Linked DNA regions of Triticum aestivum: region 2 is linked to region 1. A link is a contact called in public Hi-C data. All regions are on one chromosome and are shown on one strand. The core of a region is the stretch at or near the end of the contact, and the rest is flanking DNA. Distances in the headings are between cores, read along the strand shown.

What was found. A called contact is a pair of places that touch in the nucleus more often than the background predicts.
Region 2: a contact with region 1 is called in a Hi-C map of leaf, with 3 times the contacts expected there. The contact joins the enhancer-like site here to the promoter of LOC123181347 in region 1. A contact is called at or near these places in 2 of 5 Hi-C or Micro-C datasets (both in leaf).

Annotation. Positions count from the first base shown.
Region 1 is chr1D:258,813,852-258,820,870 of IWGSC CS RefSeq v2.1, reverse strand. It overlaps LOC123181347, which reads left to right and starts at 4,452. Exons shown (of 10, transcript XM_044593606.1): 1 at 4,452-5,111; 2 at 5,679-5,760; 3 at 5,865-5,941; 4 at 6,045-6,112; 5 at 6,187-6,316; 6 at 6,395-6,662; 7 at 6,742-6,838; 8 at 6,947-7,019. The coding sequence starts at 6,045. It overlaps LOC123181349 (a long non-coding RNA gene), which reads left to right and starts at 181. Exons shown (of 13, transcript XR_006491645.1): 1 at 181-250; 2 at 1,110-1,245; 3 at 1,335-1,483; 4 at 1,563-1,628; 5 at 1,742-1,821; 6 at 1,905-2,038; 7 at 2,276-2,351; 8 at 2,428-2,732; 9 at 2,814-2,996; 10 at 3,067-3,198; 11 at 3,265-3,506; 12 at 3,591-3,666; 13 at 3,743-4,080.
Region 2 is chr1D:259,140,920-259,147,938 of IWGSC CS RefSeq v2.1, reverse strand. No RefSeq gene overlaps it. Among protein-coding and RNA genes, the nearest start is that of LOC123181351, 190 kb to the left of the region's middle. Within about 2 kb of position 3,343, at least 2 of the 8 cell types and tissues checked have an H3K27ac peak or open chromatin away from gene starts, as enhancers often do. A contact at or near this core is called in leaf, where this site is marked.

The DNA of each region.
Region 1 (7,019 bases), core at 3,203-5,702:
AACGAGTTTATGGGAAACAGAATTGGCAGAAAGTCCGTATCCAATCCAAACAACCCCAAGAAAGGTTTAATCCTCATCTCACTAAATAAACAACCTTATCCTAACCGTATACCGATACTACACATCTAGCTAGCCTTATATATAGGAGAGATTCAATCAACCTCCAGTTTTTTGCTTCACCGGCGGTGCCAATCCAACAGACCTACCAATGCAGAACGCGGAGGGAGAGAGGGGAGTCGACCGTGACAAGGTAAGATTCGTGAGCACCTTCATCCTGATGCACAGGGAGGGGAGCAGAGCTCGGTGGCGAAGAGAAGCCGTCGACGTCGTGGTGCACCACGGAATCCACTCCTGCTCGTACTCCGCCCATCCGGGCGAGCACGGCTTGTTGCAGGGTCTCCTCGGGCTGCACGGCGCGCGCCGGTCGCCGGGCGTTGCCAGCAGAAGATTCCGACCGGCGTGTCGGGGCAGGGGGCGCTGCGCGGTGGATGCCGCCGCCCAGCCTGCGCGCGCGTCCGCGAGAGCCCTGCCCGGCGGATCTCGCCGGACACCAGGGAGTGATGGGAGTGGGTGTGGGATGCTCGCGAGGGCGCAGCCAGGCCGTAAGAATGGTTCGGAGGCGGGGGGATGGGAGGTTGGGCCAGGGATTGGTTCCTCGCCTCGCACCGTCGCGCCCCGTGCGGATGCGCCCCATGACGCGCCGGCGGCCACAGGGGAGCTGGGTAGGTGGTAGCTGAAGGGAAAAGGGCTAAGCGGTGAGGAGAGAGTGAGACTGAGAGTCACAGCTGCACTTCCTTGGTTCCTAAATACGAAGTATTTTTTTTTTAGATTTTAATAAAAGACTACATACAGATGTATAAGACATACTTTAGAGTGTAGAATCACTCATTTCGCTTCGTCTGTAGTCGATGTTTGAACCGAGGTATTTAAGAACGGAAGGAGTAGAACCAAGGTATTTAGACAGTCTGTCACTGCTATCAAATTTCTTAGATGTTTGTCTTTTTAATCTTTTATTTTGCATGTTACATATGAATTATTATACTATTCCTGAAAAAATATGGCAGAACTATATTTAATTCATATATTTCTATATATATTTCACTTTGCAGAATGTGCCACTGCCAGATATGAATATTGTTAACCATGAAAAAGAACCTATCAACAAGATCGATGTGCAGATAGAAATAATAGCAAATTCGCGTCATAACAAACCAAGAAGATCAAATACAAATATTACACCACAAGGTATTTACTTTCACAGTGATTATCAACCTTATCATTTCATTGGCCTTTTTTATATGTAACTAATTTGGCTTCATGTTGTCCCATGACAGATTATATTTGCACAGCGGACGATATTTCCATTATTAAATCAATCATGTCCTTACATGAAAAAACGAAGTTGGTGCACATCAATGATGCATTATTAACAAACGCTGAGATGAGATGCCTTACGCATGATGATGTGTTTTTGCATGATGATGTAAGTCAAACCACACAAACTCTCATAATTAAACATCAGTGTCTCAAAATTTAAATGTATTATATCTTTGAAATTATAGGTAATAAATGCATACATATACTGCATAAGTGCCCAGGAGCATCTGCAAAATAGAGCGGATGGAAAGGTACACATAGCAAGCACATCTTTTTACCTGAAAGTGGTTACGTGTTATATAATATTTATTACTTCAGGTATTCCTTCCAATTAACATCAGAAAATGCCACTGGTATCTATCAGTAATCAATGTGAAGAAACGAGAGATACAGGTACTGGACTCGCTTGGAGTTGGAATGGGCCGCAGTGACCTCACTATGACGGTAAATGTCTGCTTATTGTGTTTTCCTCTATACATTACATTCTCTTTGCTCTAATATGTAGTGACAATTTTTCCATTTAATAGTTACAAGGACTTGACAAGCATCTAAAAATCGCATGTGATATGCCGGAGTTTAAGAGAGGTGATAGGTAGCAGGACCTCGATATTATGAATTGGACAGTCGTAGACAAGTTCCAAGAGCCAATCCAAACAGATAGGTATGATGAACACATCTCATAATCTGAACTGAATTATAGAGAAATTTATGATAGAATAGTAAGTCTTGTGAAAACATTATTGATGCAAAAAATATGGTCTTATTTGTTAGCCAAAACATTGAGGTAATAGATATACATTGGACAATAAATGGAGACATGTACAATCAACATTATTACTTGTTTAAATACTTTATTTATATTGAGATGAAAGCCTAAAGAAATATTTTGATATTGTAGCGCGTCATGTGGATTGTTTATGTTAAATTGTATGGAGTATTGGACTGGAGATATTTTGTCTGATAATTTCACTCAGGTATCTCTTTTTTCTTAATAGCAGATTTCATCTCAATGGTGCTTTTTAACAAATTATTTTTAATTACTATATGTAGGAGGACATGAAAGAATTTCGACGAAAATTAGCTGTCATATTGTTGGAGACAGAACTTAATAAGTTAAAAGGAAGTCCAATATATTATCGGACTGACAATGAAGAAAATGTATCTGACAATGAAGAAAATGTATTTGATTCTGATGTTGAGTTTCTGAAGGACCGAAAGCGTAAGCGGCAAGATTCACATGATGGAGCCGAAGACAAAAGCCCCCTTCGGAACCCCATCATGGCCGCGGACCCGCAAGATTTAGTTGATGAACTATGCAACCACATCATGTCAATTAATGATGCTACTTCCTTGGAGTAAGGAGCATGTCTAAGAAGTATAAAGTTTCAATATACACTATTACAATGTTACAATTATTAACTGTTATCTACATGAAGGAGTGGGTGCGAAGTTCTAAACCCCATCCGATAGGATTAAGTCTTAGAAGGATCCAAGGTATACTCCGCAGGGACCAGCCGTTGGACATTGATTGTTTCAACATGGCTATACGCATACTTGCAAGTGACGAGGCCTTACTGACAAGAGATCCTCCCGTGCGCTTTATGGATCTACAATTTTATGTAAGTTACCGCACATCACAAATTATTATTATCATTGTCACCATCATGTTCCTTAACCATTTTTACCCAGACGGCCGTGATTGAAGCTGCCCTCGCTTCCGCACGAGATTTAGATTCGCGGGTACAGCCAGATATTCAGGCGCTAGCATCATTGCTTCGTAGCTCGACTGAGATAGACCACACCATCTCATCATGCAATTGGGTAAGTTTGGTCTATTTTATATGGTAGTCGTGATTAACATTTGTTCTAAATGAGTGTTACTTGTAGATATTGCTTCCTCATGCATTCCTCGGCCACTTCATCTTGTTCGCAATCGACAAACATGCCCGTCAAGTATCTATTTTGGACCCACTTATTCCGTCCTTATCTTCAGAGAGATATGCATTAAAATTTCAGAGGGTTGCATTCTACCTGAATGATGCACTCGAATTAGCACAACCGGGTTGGAAGTCTGATACATTTTTCTGGCCACGTAAATCACCAATTGATGTTCCGACGAGCGTAGACCGGTAAGTTACTCTGAAAATCAATATGCACATTTTATATTTATTGTCATAACCTCCCAAGATAATGATAGGTGTATTCATCTACAGGGATGAATCTGGTTATTTTGTTTTCAATTTTATGCTCTCATGGCATGGTAACAAATTTGTTCGTCCAATTTGCACGGTGCGTATTCTATATTACACGTTCATAAAAAGTTTGAAGCGAAATTGCATGCTAACATCATACATTGCACATGCAGGATGGTTATCAGTTAAGAAAGAATTTGTTGATACACTTGCTCGAGTATCATGCGAATGAAGCTGAAGACAATACCCCGTATGATGTACGAGAAATTCTCAAGTGCCTGAAGTAGGAAGTTAATAAGAGATAATAAACTGGACTTGATCTCTACGCATCGGTAGTCAGACTATAGTTTCATTTTATCAGAATTTATTTGTTCATCTCCATGGATTTGTTTTCCGTATTTGCCATATGTTGTGGCTATTTATTTATAAGCTTTTGCGATGCAATATGTATTGGAGGGGGAAAAAGTTGAGCTTCATCTGAAGACAGATGCACTCATTATCTTATTTTCAATTTTATGCTCTCTGGGATGGTAACAAATATATGCAAAGGCATGTAAATTTCTTTCCCTCTGTTATAAAATCTCGGTCGGTATCTACCGACACAATATTTACTCTTCGAAAAAAAGTCTTGGGCAATATGCACTTAGCCTACGAATCGCCCCCAAAATGCAAAGAAAAAACGAAACAGCTTCACGCACGATACTTGTGCCCGACCTGTGCACGACAAGCAAATCCAGTGACTACTGCTGTTCTCAGTCGTGTAAGCATGTGCGGCTGGATTCCATCGTCGTTTAGCTATCGTGTAATTTTTGTCGTGTGTATAGCACCTCTCAGGAAAAAAAGACTCGGCCTGCGAACCGATTAAAAAAAGTGGAACTGTTTCCTCCCCCGGACGAGAGACCAACAAGCCCGTCCGCCGTCGCATGGCGATACGCGTCCCGGTCCGCCGCTCCAAGCCGATCTGCTTCCCCGTCCGCCGCCGCAGGCCGATCTGCTTCCCCTCCGCCGCGGCACCTCTTTCCCCGCCCACCCCCTTTACCCCCCCTCCCCGATTTCCTCCATGGCAACTAACGGTCAGCTCGAAACTGGCAACCGCCGGTCAGCGTTGCTATGTGATCGTGGAGCTCGTCGATGGTGGAGCTATGGCAGTTATCTCCCCACCCCGCATGATAAAAAGGTGCAAACCTCCCTTGTCTTCAGTTCTCCCTCATTCTCTCTTCCTTTTTACTCATCGGGCCACCGCTGCCGTCTTCACCTCGCGCCGGCATCAGCAGCGGCAGTGGAGCGGACGACGGCTTCGTGCCTGCCCTCGGTGCGTGGTGAAGGGGCGGTGGCGGTCGACGTGATTCGGCTGGGTGCGCGCGACACCGCGTGTGGCGCTGCTCCGACTCGCGGTGCGTGGACCAGGCCAGACTCGCCGCATTCCGGTCACGACGCGCATCCAGCTCTACTGCAACTGCCGCTTTTTATCATCCACGGTCACCTGCGACATTCCACATACAGGCCAGGTCTAAACAGAGAAGTTACCTGCCACACAACAAGGTAACATACATTCCCGCCAATCAGTTTCTTTGGATGTAATGGAAACAAATAATGCATGAGAGAGATATGGAGCTCAGCTCTTTCCTTTAGCAATCTATGCTTCTCCAAGTAAATCCTTGCATCTTAGAGGCTTGAACCAACGTTGCTTCATTTCTTGATAGCAGTTTTCTTTTAAATATTATACTACCTGAATGCCCGTGGTTCAGTTGTTATATTCATACTATGCATACATAAATTCAGCCATTAAAAAAATTAATCTGAGAGCCAGCATGTGCATACCTTAACAATTATTCATTGATTCTTCCCGCTAAGCTTTATTAGCTGCAAGTGAAATGGTGGGAGAGCACTCGTCGCCATGGCCGAATCTAGCGACAAAAGAACAATTTTCACTTCTCAAAGAGCAATTTTCACTTCTCAAAGATGTTCTTTTACTTTGGCAGCTGCAGGCCACATATATATTAGTAGTCCTGTTGTACAACTTTGATGAATTTTCCTTTTCCAAGTTATTGTTGGTCCAGTTATTGGCCTCTCTAAAAACATTTGTTTTCACATGTCCTTTGCTCCCAGGAAATCTGGTTCAAGCTCTACTGTTGTTTTATAGGAGGAAGTTGGAGGCGGCATTCGAAAATCCAGCAAGTTCTTCTTCTGGGTATGAAAAAAAAATGACTATAGATTTCGTGGTCTGCCATTGCTTTTCTATTTCTTTGTGTTCTTATTGTATCGGATGGCATGATTGACATCTATTTCAAAAAGTCCATATACTTCAGCAATTGACAGATTTTGCTATCATACAAGTCAATAACAATAGGCATCGATTGCAAACTTTAGAGGTACTATGCATGTGTGTTAGAATTTTATTGATTTGTATCTATCCTTATTGCCACTCTATTGCTTCCAAATTTAAATGTGACATATTTTGTTAAACTGTATTAGATGGCGCCAATTAATCTTAGACGTCAGCGAACATTTGCAAACTTCACAAAAAACCCAGTTGAGCCTAGGTAAGTTTAACATGCTTTCTCATATTTGAAAGAAAAGGAAAACCCTGTTAGCTAATTTAAGCTATTTGTTATAGATTCATAGACTTCGACGACATCGAATATTCTGATACATTCAGAACTTGTAGCATCTGCGTGAGGGTAGATGTCAAATTCCCGGTTAATCCGAGTGGTGATAAGCTTCACTTCATTCTTATGGACAAAACTGTAAGTCTCAAGCATGTTAGATTGCTAAAATAGACATTTGTTTTATCATCATCTAACATTTCCTAAAACAATTCTAAGGGTGCCAAAATCGAGGCTATAGTTGCCGGAAAAGATTTAGTGAATAGATTCAATATTACATTGCACATGGGTCGTAAGTACATCATTCATGGTGTTACTATGCGGCCTAACTTTGAAGAACTGGAGTGTAGATACATTCAACACACATATGAGTGTTCCTTCAACGCAAGGACATTTGTTGAGTCTCTCTCACTTCAATTTCCAACATATCCCAAGCATTTGATGCCGTTCCAAGAAGTTCAGAGGTGTCCAAGAAACACTTTCGTAGGTATGCATTCAAGCATATAATACTTACTAACATAGAGATAATCTTGGTATATAATTTTGACTAATGATAATTGACCCAGACATAATTGGCATAGTCGTTCATTATGATGGACATGAACGCATTGGGGGATACCCAGGTGCTGAAATACATAGAGAGGTCACCTTCATGGATATGTGGTATGTGTAGTTGGTACATAATAGTTCCAACTCTTTTATACCGAATAATCGAAATTAGTTCAAAAAGTCCTTGACATGGTTACCATTTTAAAAAATTCCACATTGTAGGGGCAAACTTATAGTTTTTGGGATTTGGGGTGGCAACTTGATTCAGAACTCATATAGGTGGTCAACAACTGAA
Region 2 (7,019 bases), core at 2,094-4,593, 330 kb before region 1:
CAGGAGCATCACCACTAGCAAGCCTAGCAAACAAATGAGACCATTGCAACACATTGATATCATTGAGAGTGCCCAGCATACCAAAGAAGCAATGCCAAATCCACAAATTCTCGGATGCTACGGCCTCTAGCACATTTGTTGCATCACGAGACTTGCCACAATACATTCCCTGCCATGCCTTCGGGCAAATTTTCCAAGTCCAATGCATACAATCAATGCTACCTAGCATGCCAGGCCAACCTCTCCTCTCATTAGATGCCATCAATTTCTTTGTGTCATCCTCGTTGGGTGCCCGAAAATATTCAGGACCAAAGACACGGATGATCACTTTGGCAAATCTACGCACTGACTCAATTGTGGTATCTTCACCAATGCGAAGGTACTCATCGGCATAGTCAGCCAGAACGCCATATGCAATCACCCGCATAGCTGCCGAGATTTTTTTTGATATGCACTAAATCCCTTTAAGCCCGCAACATTTCTTCTTTGAGTAAAATACCGACAATTTGCCTCGCAAGCTTGAACAATTTTCACAAAGAGGGATCGGCGCATTCGGTACCTTCTCCGGAAGAGGTGCGGTGGATATGTTGGATTCTCCGCGAAGTAGTCTTGCATCAACATCTCGTTCCCGAGATGGCGATTCCGAGGAATGCAAAGACGCCCGATGGTAGATCCTCGCCGCCTCTTCCGGTTCTCGTCTTCGTGCTCCTTCACGGCAAGAGCCATCACAAACGTCTGCTGCCGAAAGTTTGCAAGCAGCGTCTCAACATCCGAGGCACAAAGCACAAACAAACACTAACCGGCGGCTCGTGGGGCGGGTGATCCCGGGCGGCGACGAGGGGCGGGCTCGAGGGCGGTCGATCCCCGGCGGCGACAACGACGAGGGGCGGCTCTTCTCGCCGGATCCGAGGGCGGTGCAGCGTATCGGTGCTGGAGGGTGGGGGACGCCCCCGCGGCGCGATTCCGCCCGCAGATTTGGCCGGAATCGTCGGCGGCGGATGGGCGGAACCAATGGCTGGCGGCGGCGGAAGGAGGTGGGGAAAGGGTGCGGGCTGAAATGTCCCTCGCGCCAACCGCTTCATTGCGATACGGGGCACCGTAGGGGCGAGGCGGAAACCCACGTATTCATGGGTTGGGGCCGAGATTTTGCCGCGTCCCTCAAAAATTTTAATGGGTCGGCTGCGTTTGCGGGTCTGTTCGGACAAGATTTTCCGCGCCGACCCGCATTTTGACGGTTATTTTGCGGGTCGGGGCTTTTTTGCGGGGGTCTGCTAGAGTTGCTCTAACAGTTCGTTGAACCGGTAACTCAATTCCCCGCTGGTGTAACATTACTCTTTCCATTCCATTTCTTCCATGTGAACTATCAATATGTTTATAGCAACTTCTTTTTCCGTGTGAGTTCTGAAGCATGAAGAAACTGTTTTTCCACACACGCACACACACACAACACACACACACACACAAAAATCCACGAATAATGCTAGTTACCAAAGTAAAGAAGTCGGATATTCTTCAGCGTTGACGAGAGAACAAAACGACAGTGAATGTAAGTACAATTTCCCCGTGGACACACACCTGTTATGTTTGGTAAGATGGAAATTACGTTCCCATGCAGCAGTGCCCTCACACTCGTCAAATTTAGGATGTCTAATTTCATTCACTTGCACATATCTAGATAAGACTAGAAAGGTGACCACGTAATAAGCCAACACCAACACATGAAAGCTCTTTACAGGTGATGGCGCCCTCTGTTGCATCAGCATAAAAAAGACATGGTAGTATAATCTAATGGGGTATTAGGAAGTGTGAACTGTTTGCCGGCTATCTTTCTGACCCGTCGCGCTATGCTTATCCTGGCAAAAATTAGCGTAACAATGCTTTGCTTACGGCAGATGTGAGTGCCTTTGCCACTCCCCTGCCTACCAATGACACCATCTTCCTGTGATAGTTGATCAGTATCCCTTTGCTTTTGCGTGGAAACTTTCTTGGAGAAGCCATATGTCTCATCTTCTTGTCGAAGGCTTCTATGAATAAAATATATGCTGCAATGCACCATTTTATTTCTGTAGCAGATGGTGTTGTCTTATGTGCCTTCACTGCAGGACTTCACTAGGAAGGATTTTGTGTTCTGCTCTTACCAGTCAGTAGTAGGTCACCATGGCCGATATTTCTTAGGGAGGCCTGGCAATTCTTACTTTCTCAAACATGGGAATTTCGGACTTGTTGATTTCTTAACATCTAAGGGTCAGTGGTCGTTATTTTTTCAAGCCAAACAACAGGAAATTGTCAATGTTTAATCTATATATAAGTAGCACATCTGCATATGTTTGGGGATTCTTCACAGATCATGTTAGGCCATCGGTCGTAAGCGCATATGTTCTTCTTACATAAAGGCATGTAATGGGCAGGATATACCAATATATTTGCCCTTAAATCTCCGAGTTTCTATGCCTTGGAGCTACTGTTGTTGATCTAACAGAGAACGCATCAATCTATCTCTGGTTAGGAAAAGCTTGGATGCCATTTTACGCTTTCCGGTGTGTCCAGATGCAATTCCAGCTCCAAAGCTCGCCCTGGTTCAGCCGGGGACACCGGCAGAAAGCTAGTATTAGCTAGACGTGCGTGGGCCTGCGCTAGCATTTTCCCCGATCGAATAGATACCGGAAATAAACCTTTTTCCCGGGATTGCAGTGCAGATTTCTTTCTTTGTTTTGCGAGAGAGAATTGCAGTACAGATTTACCGGAACAAAGCACAAGGAGTCGCTTTCAGATAACAAGCGATGTCGCGGGAGAATCCAAACATTGTGCATTTTTCTTCAGAAAAGAAATGCGCCCACTTATGCATGTTTGGTTAAGGTGTAATAAGCATATATTCCTCGATGACAGGCTTTGCTTTCGGCAGATCATTTTTAGCTACGGTCTAACCAGAACTGCCAGTTTTGATGACACTGTGCATAGAATTCAATAGCTGTCGATTCCAAACCAGGGAACAAAAATGGAGGCCGCGATCGCCATTGTTCATGCATCGTTTCATCGTTGGAGAGGGCGGGGGGGGGGGGGGGGGGGGGGGGGGGGGGTCCTCTCTGAATTCCTAGCTATAAATAAATCCGAGAGGATAAAAAACCAATCCCGGGATATTCTTGTCCTGGAGGGCTCGGTTGACAGCAACCTATGCCCGACCAGTCTGGTCTCGAAGCACCTCTTCCGCCCCCGGGTGATGGCGGCGAGCTGGTCATCGTTTTCGTCCTCGAAGGTGAAAGCTGCGGCGTCGATTCGATGGAGCGCGCGGCCGCGGCGTTTCCGGGTGCAGATTTGTGTTCCGAGTATTCGTTTTTGACGCCAGATTTTGTACTATTCCAAGTAGCGGTGCAGGTGAGACTAGAGTCTACATCACACACCACCCTTCCACGCCTTCAAATACAGGCAGATGGCGACGCACGCTTATAAATGAACTGTGAAGAAGAGTTAGTAGTATTTTGTAAGCAATAGCCGTGCAGAGAGTTAGCTCGGAGGATGCGAACCACTCCAAGTCAGATACCCTGCTCGGCACGGAAATTATCCTTCGTTTGCTTGCGGTTGACATATGGCGCAACTAAGATTTAAGAAACCAGAAGCTTGGAGGGCTACCCTACTCCATGAAGTGCAAAATGTAAAGACGACAAGGCGGCACACCAATTTCGCGTGTGGTTTTCAAACACATGGAAGTATTTATAGTCCCTCGACTATGGCCGAAAAAACACTTCCTTGATATTTCTTTTTTGAAAACATAATCCTTGATTTTTTTTGCGGAATACATAATCCTTGAATCCGACTGTCACTATATATTTCCCCTTGATTTTTTAAACCGAACAAGTTTTATCCGTCTCTTATGCACGTGTGCCAGCACAGTCAACAACTTTTTTTGGGGTCAGTCAATCTGTGGTTGGATGGTTAAAAAGAAAGTGTTATCCCCAACACATTAGGGTTCAAGTCCTAAACTTACAGTGGTGCTTGCACTATTCCTGGATTTATTTCAGTCTTCCGATGATGTTTGTTCAGTGGGAGAAAATGTTTCCGTCGACTGCGAGGATTCTATGATGACTTTGTAAAATCTCAAAATGTTATGCCGACTCGGTCTCTCAAAAGTATTCATATGGATAGGATGTGTGTGCCTGCATTTATAGGAGTGAGTGTATTTTTTTTAGAGAAGGAGGTTAACCCCCGGCCTTTGCATCAATCGATGCATGCAGCCATCTTTATTAATTATTTCACAAAGAACTGACAAGAATATACATCAATCCACCCGAAGCCACCACTCACACCTATAGACTCGATAATGTGGAGTGCCCTCACTCCCCATATCTAAACCGGTGTCGTTGCCAATCCATCCACATAACGTATCGGGACCAACATCCGGTGCAGCCTACCTAAAACGCACACCACTTGCACACGTTTTAGGAACCGCCATCATCATCGGACCACTGATCCATCTTCAGGAGAGAGAGTCCGCATCATCCTTGCCAATCCGGACATCCGTTGACGCCACCACGGCGCTACCGCCCTGCGCTCGTCCGTCCAGACACGAAGACTCTGAAAGATCTGTCGTGCGTAGCACCTGCCAACCAGGCATGACTCAGCGTAGCACCTGTCGGCCAGGCATGACTTGACAGCTCCACCGAAGCTCCGTGCAAGAGGAAGCCGCTCCACCTCCTGCCTCTGTCTTCCAGCGCTGCTCCACAAATGATGCTCCCAAAAGAGAAACGGCACCGTAGTACCGCCATCGTCCGATCTGAAAGACCAGATCCTAGGGTTTCCCCCGAAGCAGGACGAGTTGGTCGACAACAGTTACACGACGATGCCTTCAAGGTAACGGCTAAAAACGCCGCCATCGCCTGCCAACGGCTCGGTTTTCACCGGCAACTATGTCTCCCCGACTCGTATCTGGGACTAGATGGCGAATCTCGAGATCCGGCCACCCAGCCACGGACCGACCACCTCTAGCGGAAGAGATGACCACCACTGTCGGTTGCACCGTCCAGAACAGATATGACTGGAGGTGCCACCGACGCTACCACCAGGCCCTCCACGCCGCCACCGCCGATCCAAAGGCAGATGGCGCGCCGCCGCCCGAACAGGCCTTGCCGCCGCGCCTGCGGCCCGCGCCGCCTCCGCCGCCGCCGCCGCGTCGCAGATCGGATCGGGCGCGTCTCCATGCGAATCGGGACTCAGCACAACCCCAGAGACACGGGAGAGAGGTGATGTCCTCCGCCATCGCCATCGGCCCCCGGGCTTAGACCGGCGGCGGCGGAGGGAGGGGAGGAGGGAGTGCGGGCTGGTGGCTGCTAGGTTTTGGGGTGCTGTCCGAGTCGCCCTAGCGGGAGGTGACGCGGGGTCCGTCCTGGCGTCAAAACCAAGTGTTGGATAGGAGTGAGTGTATACTCGTGTATGTGAGCGACCATGAATTCTGTTGTGTTAAAAAACAATTTTTTTTAAAAGGGGTTGTAAAATAAAATGATTAAGTATTTTAAAAAGCAAATGCATTATAGAGGAAATTCTTGTAGATAAGTAAGGGAAATAGGGGAAAGTTTAAAATGATTTTTTTTGCAAAAGTTAGGAAGAAATAATATGAAAAATAGGAAGTCTTAAAAAAACAGGATTTTGGAGAACACGGGTGTGTCAGTAAAAGAGAGAACACACATAAGCAATTGTCTAATACTCCTAAACATTTTTCCTTCTAACAAAACTTCAATTTGTATTTTTTTTAAAGAATGCTTAGATTTGTACTATGTATATAGAGGTTTCGTCTATTAATTTGAATCGAAGGGAGTATTATATTGAGAGGATCTTCAATAGTTTATCTTCGTAATTCTGATCACCCCACTAATCTAGTGATTTTCATTCCTTTTACTCCATTTATTGACTTGTTTATTCTTAAAATTCCTATCATTTTTTCTTTCGTTGTCAAGTGTGTGAAACCACGACCCGTCATCATCAAGTTGCTTTCGGTTGGAAGAGGTAGCATAAATGTCTGATTTGAAAAGTTGAAAAGGTTGTATTATCGTATATCTAAGTTTTTTTATGGTAATGTGTGTCTTATTCGTATTATAAACATTAAAGTACAAGTCATGTAGGAACCGACATGACAAAACTGAAAAAATAGTAGAAAGCAGCACTCGACCATTGAAATGGCTCGCGACCCGCTCCCAACCCAGGCCCCCCGAGACCCACTCCCGGCGCCGGCCGCCGCGGTCGCGCCGGCCACCGCCCCCCGGCGCCCTCTCCTGCTGCCACCCCCGCCGGCGTGCCTGCCCCTGGGCTTCACCCCGCAGGTGGTCCCCGTTGGTGGGTCGTCGCCGCCTGCGCGGGATGCGCCTAGATCCAGCTCGTCGGACCAGCTCCCGTCGACCCAAGGCCAGATCCCGTTGCAGGCACTGGTGGACATGGTGCCGGAGACGCCGCTCGAACTCCTGGGTGCCAAGCCGCGGGTCGCATCCATCATCATCGTCCCTTTGCCTCGCATCCATGGCGCTGCATCCTCCTCCACCGCCGCCTCCAATGCGGCCTACAACAGTGCTTCAGCGGATGTTGCCGGCGAAGGATGGCAGCTTGTGTCCTCCTGGCGTGGCCCGCGCCCCCTGCCTCCTCCTGCTCCGGCCTCCCCTCGACGCCCTCTCTCTGCCTGGCTCCATGGAAGATGCTCTCGCCGCCTCCTTCCGGGTCACCGTGCGGCGGTTTGCCGGGGTCCTTTCAGATGCTCCAGCTGCCTCCGGCCCGGCCACCGCGCTCGCGGATGCACCAATCCTTGGCGCCCGCCCAGCTCCCTGGTGTCGGTGTCAAAACCGGCGGTTCTCGGGTAGGGGGTCCCGAACTGTGCGTCTAAGGTCGATGGTAACAGGAGACAGGGGACACAATGTTTACCCAGGTTCGGGCCCTCTCTATGGAGGTAATACCCTACTTCCTGCTTGATTGATCTTGATGAATATGAGTATTAAAAGAGTTGATCTACCTCGAGATCGTAATGGCTAAACCTTAAAAGTCTA